3 separate regions of the Mus musculus genome follow, and regions 2 and 3 are each linked to region 1. The links are chromatin contacts, called in public promoter capture Hi-C maps. All regions are on one chromosome and are shown on one strand. Each heading gives the region's core, a stretch centred on a gene start, on an enhancer-like site or on the middle of the called end of the contact. The rest is flanking DNA. Distances are from core to core; before and after follow the strand shown.

Region 1 (3,378 bases), core at 748-3,247:
AGCTGATTTGCATAATGTCTGCTCTCTGTGGTCTGGTTCATCAATTCCTCCTGTGGCTCTGTTTACTCTATCCCAATGTGAAGGCTCTCGTGTGAGCTTCAGCAAGGCGCTGCTAATTAGTTAAACAGAATGAACAGACCTGCTTGCAAAAACTTCAGAAAACCCTAGGGGAGGAGCTCCACCCAGCTCCATTTATTCTCTTTCTTGTCCCCTCCAGGAGCATCGGATGCACCTGATGTGCACAGTCACATGGTCATTATGGAAAGAGGGTGTTCCTCAAGGCTGTGTTCTCCCATGGTTTTGGCAAAGTGGAAGACGATCTGTGCCTTTGGGCAAGGCTTCGTGAGGCTGAAGAGGGCACTGGGATATGGGGGCAGCAGGGGACTGCGGTACCAGTCTCTGGGGCTCACAAAGATCCCTCCCACCCTAGGCCTGCCAACTGTGTGCGCTGCCTCAGGTTGGGGTAAGGAACCCAACCCTCAGATAAGGGACTCTGCCAGGACGGTGCTTGCTTGTCTCTGTTCTAGCACCTGCCTGTGACACCGGTTGGGCCATCTGGAACTCATTGCAGAGAAGGTTGCATCATTGTGCTCTTTTGTCACTTTGGGGTGCTCACACTCACATGTTAAGGGTGGGGTGTGAAGTGGGATTGTTCAGGGACATGGAGCAAGTGCTCAGAGGTCATGACAGTTCTGACCCTCCTCCGAGGGTGGGAGTCTCTGGGACATTTGCTTCTGCTTCTTGTGGTTCCCCTCTCCTTGTCTTCTTCAGTCATTTATGTGGAATCCCAGGGCAGGAGCTAGATAATAGGCAGGGTCAGGATCCGGGACCGAGAGAGGAAAGTGCAGAGCTAGGCCCGGGTATGGTTGGGTGCAGTTCTAGTGCTCCTAATCTCCATTGCAGTGTGTGTAGGGCATGGTGCTGGTGGATAGAAAGAGGGTTAATAAATATACAGTTCTCCATCTGGGGATATAGCTCAGTTGATAGAGTGTTTGCCTAACACGCACAAGACCCTGGGTTTGAGTCCCACCATCACATAAACCAGATGTAGTAGTACAAGGTTGCCAGCATGAGGTAGAGGCAGGAGGCTCAAAAGTCCAAGGCCATCCTTGGCTACATAGTGAGTTTGAGGCCAGCTTGCTTAGAAAGCCTTGGAGATGTGTGTGTGTGTGTGTGCGCGCGCGCTCTCCCCATCCATAAACACACACACTACACACACATATATATGTATGAGACTTATCAAGGAAATAAATGAGAAATTAGGGATAATAGAAGCAACAAGGTTGAGTACTGTGAACTGGAGATGAGCAATTGGCATTTTAGGGATAAAGGAACAGTTTGGCCAGTTGTGGTGATGTACGTGAGTCGCCTCAGAGGAGGAGGAGGATCGGGCATTCAAGGTTATCCTTGTCTATACAGTGAATCGGCCGGGGCTACCTGAGACCCTACTACAAAAAAACTGCAAGAAAAGAATGGAAGGAATTGAGGGGAGCGGGAAGATGAGAGACTTGGCCAGATGCCCGGGGGGTGGGGTGGGGGTAGCATGCCGGGTAAGGAGTCCAAGCTATCCAGTGTGGTTTGTACAGGGAGAGAAAAAGTAGCAAGCCGGAGAGGCAGGTGGAGCCTGCAGCATGGAACACACCAGCCTGGCGGCTTTAGATGGATTTGGCAGGGTGGGGGACTCAGAGTGACTGAGAGGGAAAAAGAGAGGAAGGAGGGCTTGCTTGGATGCCAGGTCTTGCAGGGACAGGCTCAACCTGATTCCATCCCATTACCCTATGCATGAACAAGACCCATGGTGGCCTCACCTTGCAAGAGCTTGGGGAGTAATGGGAATTGAGAAATCAAAGATATACTGGGAACAGTGTCTGCCTCCCCCTCCCGGAGCCCCAGGGGTGGGCGACATGATCCGGGGATGAGTCACTAGGGTGGGAACCCTGCTCCCTCTCATAGCCACCCCTTGCTAATATAAAGGGCCATCAGGGAGGCCCCGCCTCAGAGCAGCCCAAACCGGACACCATGAAGATCCCAATTCTTCCCGTCGTGGCTCTCCTCTCTCTTCTGGCATTGCATGCGGTCCAGGGAGCAGCCCTGGGGCATCCCACGATATACCCGGTAATCACACAAGTGCCGGCCTTTTTTAGACCCCGGCTGCCCCCTCAGTGTTGCCCATCCATTCTGTGGAGAAGTGACTCTTATTTGTTGGCTGTGCTTTGGCAGCTAGAGGAGAAGCTGGGGTCTTGAGGAGGGAGGAAAGGAGGAAGGGGAGAGTGTAGGGATGTAGCTTGGTGCAAAAGGAGGGGAAAGACTACTCTGGGAAGAACGGAATGGTTGGGGGGGGGGAGCCGGAAGCTGAGGTAGGTCACTGGGATCCCCCTAATCCAGCTTTCCTTCCTTTCTAATCCTCTGAGTAGCTTTCGGATGGCGGGAGGCTCCCTGCTGGCCCAGATTCCTTAGCATCCCAGCCCCTAGACAGAGAGGACCCCTGTAGTCCCTCTGCTCCTCAGCTGTCCTAAGGGAACAGAGGAATGCTCTTCCTGGCTTTAAACGTCTAAGACAAGGGGCTTGGTGTCAACTGGATTCGAGCAGGTGGCCTTGGGAAAAGCAGGGTCTGCTTGGATCTCAAATGAGCTGGGGGCTTTGGCCAGCCTGTTGCATGAATTTGTACTTATCAGGAATTAGCTGGGTGTAGTGTAGCACCATTGTGACCCCAGCACTTGGGAAGCTGAGACTGGGGGATTAGGAGATTGAGGTTCATTTGGGCTATGTAGTGAAACCTGCCCTTTTTTAAAAAGGCTTTTTTGTTTGTTTGTTTGTTTTTTAAAGATTTTAGTTTTAATTAAGCATGTGCAATGTGTCCGTGTGTGTGCACAGACATGCCAGAGGCGATGGGGGCCTAAACAATGTGCTTAACATCAGAGCTGGAGTTAAAGGGGGTGGTGAGGCCCCTAATGCAGGTGCTGGAAACCAAACTGGGGTCCTCTACAAGGACAGTGGGTGTTCTTAACCTGTGAACCATCCCTTCAGACCCCTCTTGCCTATGTTTAATCCAAATTTAAGACAAATATGTCAAAAATGCTGAGCTCTGAGCACTAGGACCCTGCCCAGAGGGCCACATGCTGGTGACCTCTGTGGTGCAGAGGAGGGAGTAAAGGAGTCCATAAGATGGAGGGACAGAGGGCTTTAGGGATGGAGAAAGTTATATTTACCAAATAGAAGACTTTAGCATTGGTGGCCAGTGAGCCACGTGGTAAACTAGCCACAGCCTACAAGAGGCTGACAGCTTACCTTAGGGGCTTAGTTCATGCTAGTACCCTGGGCTTCGTCAACAAGCATGGGTGTTTTGGCACACAGAAAATCAACAGCCAAACAATACCA
Region 2 (3,545 bases), core at 929-3,428, 260 kb after region 1:
AGTGTCTGAGAGTCACCTGTGCTGCACCTTAGTGTCACCACCAGAGGGTGGGCAAATTGGTCTCTGCCATTCAGTCTGGTTCGCAAGAAGTTTTCTGGAATGAATGAATGAGTGAGCAAATGAATGAATGAATGAATGAATGAATGAGAGGACCTCCTAGGTTGCAGGTATTTGCACCAAAGATGGAGGTGTTGTTTTCCCATACATTCCTTGTCCAGGTAGATGCTTGTCCCAGCATCTTGCTGGGCTCCTCCAAAAATCCTCTGAGGATCCCCCTGTCCACAGCAGTCCCAGTCTTTAGGGTGTGGCTGAGTAACGGGTGGAGCCAGGAGGCAGGAAAAGCAATGTACACCACTCTTGGCGAGCTGCCAGGGAGAGATCAGGAAGGAGGTGGTTGCTATGGAAACCAGGGCATCTTTCGAGGTGGTGGGGTCCTGGTATTCCAGGCTGGGTGGGGTCCTGTGTGATGTTTTGGAACTGGGCAATCTTACCTCCCCTCTTTGCACCTGGAGACCTGGCTTCTGGCCAACCTGAGTGTTTTCACTCCCCAAAATAGGGACCTAGACCCAGGTATGGCCACATCCCCATTCTGTTCTCTCTCCCGCTCTCTGGCAAGAGCCGCATCTCCCTTCTTTCCCTCAACAATTTATTAATTTGTTTCTGTAAGCTGGGGAAGAAGAATGCACCCGAGCTTTCCCTCCCCCGGGGTTTCCCAAGTCCTGCGGTCCCCTGTCAGCCTGTGACAGGGAGAAGGGGATTGGCGAGGCATCTGCCCTCCCACCTCTACCCGTCTGCTGCCATCGATCTTGCTAACCACCACCTCTGCGAAAAGAAGCCCTGGGCTCCCGCCAGACCTGCTGGCTCAGCCCTACCCCCTCTCTCTGGGGTGGCTCCCAGACTCTGCAGCCCCTCTTCCCCCCCCCCCCCGCGCGCCCTGCCTGGGAATCTGCAGCTAGGGCTCCGCACAGCAGTCCCCCTCCCCCAACCCCGCCTGCTGGGAAAGAGGAAAGGTGCTGTAAGAGTGGAATTAGGGTTTCCTCCATCATCAGGGACTCCACAGCAACCCCCAGTCCTCTGCCCTGCCCCCCACCCAGCCTCGTTCAAGCATCCCCCTAGCTCGTCCACAGAGGACCACACACAGAGGGGGAAGATCAGGAAACCACGGAGTCAGAGAGTGTTTAAGCCCGTGAACATGAACGCAAATCTGGGTTAATGGGTGTGAAGTGTAAACCCAGTGCGGCTGGATGCGGGGAGACAAATGTATCTCCAGGATGAAACCATAAGTGCATGTGGGCTGGGAGGGGGGTCCCCAACATTCCATCCCCACCATGCAGGTTCACTGCAGTGCTGCAGCCCCACCCGTTCCCCCTCCCTCCATACTTGTCTATGTTCCTCTATCTCAGCCCTTCTTCCTTCCTCTGTCTGTCCATCTGTTTGTCTGTCTGTCTCCTCCCAACTATGCGTCTCTGAAAGCTTGCTACCTGGATTTTTGTGCCTCTGTCTCTCCTGTATCTCTTGGTCTCTGTCTCTTTCAGGCGTTCTTAGTCCATCTCTGGTCACACCATCACCACCACCACCATCACCCTCTTCTCTCTCCCTTTAATCGTCCCTCTGTCCCTTAGCATGTCTGCCTGTCAAGGAATTTAGTAAATATCCACACTATACTAGGCAAACATGAGATAATGAATCCCCCCTTAGCTGGCCCATCTCGGAGTGCTGAAGTCTTCCAGAACCTCTTCTGGCTGCAGATCCCTCAGCTCCCACCTTTAAACCCCATCTCTTCCACCGCTGTGCTGGACCAGGCACCCGGTTGCCATGGCAACCTGTCCGCGCATCCTTTCTCTTGGGACTGTCACTCTCTAATCATAGGTCCCGCACAGGGAGGATATCTCCTGGGAGAGGGTGCTCAAGAAACCCCAAGGGATGTCAAAGAATGTGCTCATGGGCCTCCGCCCATGATAGGGGCAGATTCTCTCCCCTTCGTCTTCCTTTCCGTATGGGATTCTTCCTACATCCTGTCCCCTAAGCTCCTAGATTCCCCCACCTCTTTCCTAGCACCCATTCCCCAAGCGACGCTCACCGTTTGTGGGGCTCTGGGTTGGGGTGGCCATGCTGAGCCTGAGCAGGGGGTTGCTGAATGCTGAGGCAGCGAAGGCGCGGCTGCAGCAGCTGGAAGCAGGACAGACTGATGTGGTGGGGTAAGGTGGGGGGAGCCCTGGTAGAGTGGGGGCCTATAGCCAATGGGGGCCCGAAGAGCCCGCCCCCGTCCAAGCCATCCCCCCGCCCCCGCCCCCGCCCACTGCTGACGTCCCCGCCCCTTCCCCAAGGGTGGGGGCGCCCCCTGCCGGGGCCAAGGGGGCTCCCGAGTTTTCGCACAAGAGGCACTGATATCAACCAAGCGCTATCAAGAAGGAAAACCGAGTTTTATTAGAGGTCTGAGCAGCAAGGGGTGTCCGAAAGGCAGGGCTGATGCAGGGAACGCTGGGGGTGGTCACAGGCGAGCATCTGGGTGGGGAGAGGTGTCAGGTGCTAAGGGGGCTCTGCGGGGGTGAAAAGAGTAAGTGGCAAGCTCTCGCCACTATCCCACCCTGGCACTGGGCCCCTTGCCTCCCTCCCTCCAAACCCCTCTCCCTCCTTCCTCCCATCAACTGCAGAACCTGGCTGAGTTTCCTGGAGTCAGGTGGAGGTTCTACCGCCTGCGGGATGACAGACCTGAGAGGGACGCAGAGAGTTCTGGGGTAAGGGGGAGTCTGCAACCAGGGCTAACTCTCCGCCAAACCCATTCTGAGTCCAAGAAGAGGGGGCTCTTGAAAACAGCTGCCCCACAAACCCCGCAGTATCCCCGAACTCACGGCGGATGGAGCTGCGGAAAGTTCCCTCCTCTTCGTCGGGTTCCCCAGTTCTAAAAAGGAACAGATAGAGGAATTCGGATGGACCAGGAGAGGCAGCCGCTTCCGAGAAGCCCCCTAATGCAGGCCTTATTTCCCGACCCCCACCGTGGACTTGATATGAACGCGGTCCGTCAGAAACAAGAGCGCCCGGCTGCTGTTTCGGGGTGCGGCAGGAGGTGCTCCCAGCCTGTCACGGGTGAAGGCCTCCGGGATATTGGGGAAGGTACTTGACTTTGTTGGGAGAGGGACGGTCACAGCGTCTTGGGAGACTTGGGACTTGGGTCCAGTGAGTGACCCTAAGTCACCTTACCGCCCCGTGCCTCAGTTTCCTCATATGCAAAATGGGATTGATGATGGAGCGCACCTCATCCGGGTGGGGTAAGGAGTACATAATAGAGAAGGAATCGGGCACCTGGCGCGTAGTGCGCACTCAAGCATGCCAGAGGGTCGGCATGGAGGCATCTGTGATCATCTTAGCACGCAGAAGGCATGCCTACGTTTTCTGCGCTTTAAAGGTTTATTTCGAGAGGAATCCTGCGCGAGGATCGGGACTGGAGCTAAACTGGGCCGCCCTGTGAGGTGATCTCATTTCAGCGCGGCTGCTTCTGCCCAGCTTCGCCTCACCACGCTTGAGTTTCCATCTGCGGGGCTGGT
Region 3 (3,226 bases), core at 361-2,860, 290 kb after region 1:
CAGACTGAACAATTTAGTGAGATATTGTCACAAAATAAAAAGTTTTTTTTTTTTTTTAAAAAAAAGGATATAAGATACAGCTCAGTGGTAGAGCCCCTGCCTAGAATCCCCCAGTGAAGGGCTGGAGGTGTGGCTCAGTGGTAGAGTACCTGCTTAGAATCCCCCTATGAGAGGCTGGGGGCGTGGCTCAGTGGTAGAGCCCCTGCCTAGAATCCCCCTGTGAGAGGCTGGGGGCGTGGCTCAGTGGTAGAGCCACTGCTTAGAATCCCTCAGAGAGGGGCTAGCAATGGAGGCTTGCTTAGCCTGCTCTTCAGGCCCTGGACTTAATTAACACTTATCACTCACACACACACACACACACACACACACACACACACACACACACATACCATGCACACACATACCCTGGACCCATTTGTTTAGATTAGACATATATTTCTTGTAGTTGATTTGGGGACTATTTCTCAGATGTCTAGGGCCCCAGCAAGCTTTGGGGAGCTCCAGTAGTGGTTAGGGGTCTCAGCTATGGATGCTTGTGGTCTAAGGCTGCCCCCTGATACTCTGTCACACATGCATGGGTTGCAGCTGAGTGCCCAGCCTATGCGGCCATTTTTCTCAGTTCCAGCCTGACTCCCTCATACTGTCTTTTCAGCTTGATGAAGCTGACACTGTTCTTATCCCACACAGCCATCACATGGGAATTCATCCTAACGCTGTGTGCTCTATCAATATGGCTGCTGAATCTCACCTCTTACACTTCTCTCTCCAGACTCTTCCAAGACCCCAAAGGACCACAATCTCTGAGTGAACCAGAGTGGGAGCCAGCACAGAGAGAACCAGCCTTGCTGGGACACTAAGCACCCCTCATCTGCTTCCTGCCTGTGCTAGTCAGAGGGCAGCTTCCGTGTTTTCCCCTACTCCAGGACGGTGGATGGTCATATCTGCAGGGTAGGATGCATACACCCTTGTCATCTGAGTCCCCATCTCCTAACCAAGTCCCGCTTTACAGCTTCCCTGGATCAGACTTCTCTCTCCTGGTGTTCATCTATCTTCCTTGTGCCCTAATAATACCTGGCCGCTCAGACACACACCTCCATCTGCTTCCTCCCCCCAGGGCACTTAAATTACTCTTCATCTACTTAGTTACCCCTAGACACCCCTCTACTCTCATCCACTGAGAAACCCTCAATCACGATATTACGATGTAGTCACTTCCTGTACACCCTGACACCTCAGATACCTCAGGTAAACCCAGACTTCTCATCTTCTCAGACCTCCCCCAGGCTTCCCCAATCCGTCTATGAATATCAGGTGAGTCCCCCCAGTTGTATAATCCAGTCCCACAGAGGTGAGCCATCTGGGACAATCAGCTGACAGAGGCGGGTAGTCTCCTGTCCCCATAAAAGAATCTTTAAGCAGGAAAGTTTTAGGGGTCTTTAACCCCAGTTTCTATGTAATAGGTGCAGTTAGAGGAGAGTTAGAGAGAGTGGGGGAGCAGAGGCTCAGGGAGGAAGGGGCCCCCAAGGCCACTCACCTGAGTAGCTCAACAGGCTGAGAGGTGGTTCCGGGAGAAAGCAGAGTATGGACTTGCCAAGCCGGGACAGCCTTTATCCACACTGCCACGCCCTGAGCAAACCTGGGCAGGCAGGCACAAGTCAGGTCTCCCTGAGGCGAGGGACGCCCCCACTCCATTCCTCCCTTAAAGAGACAGTTCTACTCATTCTTTAACTATAGTAGCCTCAGGTAAAGTGGAAGGGGACCAGGGTGGGCTGAGGATTGGAGGGAAGAGGGTGTGTCTGATCTCCCAAACATCAAAGGAGACTGGGAACGGGGAAGATTCTGGGGTCCTTAATGACAGACGCCCATCATCCTGGAACGATGTGGGAGAACGTGGAACATACATGTAATCTGTTTCTGATTTAGGTTGTAGTGGGGGTGGGGCTTTTTCTTTATTTGTTTGAGACAAGCTCTCACTATGTAGCTCTGGCTGGCCTGGGAACTCACACTACAGACCAGGCTGGACTTGATCTTGTTGAGAGTCACCCATCTCTGTCTCGCAGGCTGGGATTTAAGGCATGCACCACCAGTTGTTGTTTTGTTTGGGGATGCACCCACTGGCATTTGTAGGGAACTAAAGCCCACTCTCCATTCTGCATTCTTTGTTGGCAGGGGTTAATAAAAGACACTGACAAGGCCAAAGTTGTAATAGGAAGAAGGCACTCAAGTGGTGGGTAGAAGTTGGGGAAGGTCTGGTTCTTGGGGTTCATAGACCAGGCCCCAGAAGACTGAAAACCGAACTGACTTTCAACGTTTCTCTCAGAGATGAGGAGATGTCGGGTGGACGTTCAATCTACGGAGTGGGTGTGGGCATGGATGTGGATGTCAAAGTTGTCTTCCTCTACTGCAGATGAGTTCCCTGTACTCTACAAGCCCCCACCCTTCCCTGCCCCCTGTCCAAATGGCACTCCTTCCGCCTGGGGTCTGTAAGGCTCCCACATGGTCCCTGCTGGAGGTGCCCCCTCCCCCAAAATTCTTCCTCCTTACACAGAAGAACTTTTGTCCGGGGTCTGGATGGAGAACAAGGCACCATTGAGTGGCTGGCAGAGGATTGGGGTCACCGGGAGGGGCAGGGCCAGGAAAGGGGTGGCTTCTATTCGGCCACCAGCTGGACTCCAGACGACCCCCAACACTATGGTGAAGGCGGTAGGGTGGAGACCCAGAGGCACCAGGCTTGGGAGAGGTTGCTGTTGTGGGTGTGGAGAGGAAAGTTTAAGGGAACTTAGGGCCAAGGGTCTGTGGGGCAAGGAAAAGGACTCCCCACTTCTCGCCAAGGCCTCCCTCCCTGATGTAGCTCACTTAACTATGATAGTCTGTGTTCCCTGTTGGTAGCTCCTGATCTTCAGGCCCTAGCCAGGACAAGGCATCCTGCCTCCCATAAAGGAGCGGAGCCCTCCCTCAGGGCAGTACCAAAGCAAGAAGCACAGCTAGAGATACAAACAGAGGAAGGACAGGCCTGGCAGTGGTCTGGCCTGGGATGGAGGGAAGAGACTTCCAGGTCCCCTTAGGGCATCTTTGTACCTAGCCACATCTTCCAGAAGCTCGACTGCCTCTGGGGAAAACATCTAAAACCCTTGGTGGTCCTAAGAGTAGGAGAGTGTCTCCCTCTGCTGGACATCATAGAACTACATGCATCAGAGAGCAGGAGCTAGGTGGGGTGGGAGTGGGA

The links. Promoter capture Hi-C pulls out the DNA fragments that hold promoters and counts their contacts. Capture Hi-C pulls out chosen DNA fragments and counts their contacts.
Region 2: a contact with region 1 is called in a promoter capture Hi-C map of liver, with 2.3 times the contacts expected there. The contact joins the promoter of Fxyd7 here to the promoter of Krtdap in region 1. A contact is called at or near these places in 11 of 39 promoter capture datasets (the C10 cell line, the HPC-7 cell line, cranial neural crest and 8 more), 1 of 484 Hi-C or Micro-C datasets (embryonic stem cells), 4 of 115 datasets of contacts at active chromatin or transcription factors (bone marrow-derived macrophages, embryonic stem cells, large pre-B cells and 1 more) and 4 of 9 other capture datasets (adipose tissue, embryonic stem cells, liver and 1 more).
Region 3: a promoter capture Hi-C map of macrophages shows a contact between it and region 1, with 5 read pairs. The contact joins the promoter of Fxyd3 here to the promoter of Krtdap in region 1. A contact is called at or near these places in 12 of 39 promoter capture datasets (the C10 cell line, the HPC-7 cell line, cranial neural crest and 9 more), 4 of 484 Hi-C or Micro-C datasets (bone marrow-derived macrophages, embryonic stem cells and epidermal suprabasal cells), 1 of 115 datasets of contacts at active chromatin or transcription factors (microglia) and 2 of 9 other capture datasets (adipose tissue and liver).

What each region holds. Positions count from the first base shown.
Region 1 is chr7:30,785,908-30,789,285 of GRCm38.p6, forward strand. It overlaps Krtdap (keratinocyte differentiation associated protein), which reads left to right and starts at 1,998. Exons shown (of 6, transcript NM_001033131.4): 1 at 1,998-2,115. The coding sequence starts at 2,020.
Region 2 is chr7:31,049,276-31,052,820 of GRCm38.p6, forward strand. It overlaps Fxyd7 (FXYD domain-containing ion transport regulator 7), which reads right to left and starts at 2,179. Exons shown (of 6, transcript NM_022007.1): 1 at 2,081-2,179. The coding sequence starts at 2,111. It overlaps Fxyd1 (FXYD domain-containing ion transport regulator 1), which reads right to left. Exons shown (of 8, transcript NM_019503.4): 6 at 2,853-2,902; 7 at 2,658-2,712; 8 at 2,403-2,540. The coding sequence ends at 2,690. All of the region lies in intron 2 of Gm38984 (a long non-coding RNA gene), which reads left to right.
Region 3 is chr7:31,075,087-31,078,312 of GRCm38.p6, forward strand. It overlaps Fxyd3 (FXYD domain-containing ion transport regulator 3), which reads right to left and starts at 1,611. Exons shown (of 8, transcript NM_008557.2): 1 at 1,535-1,611.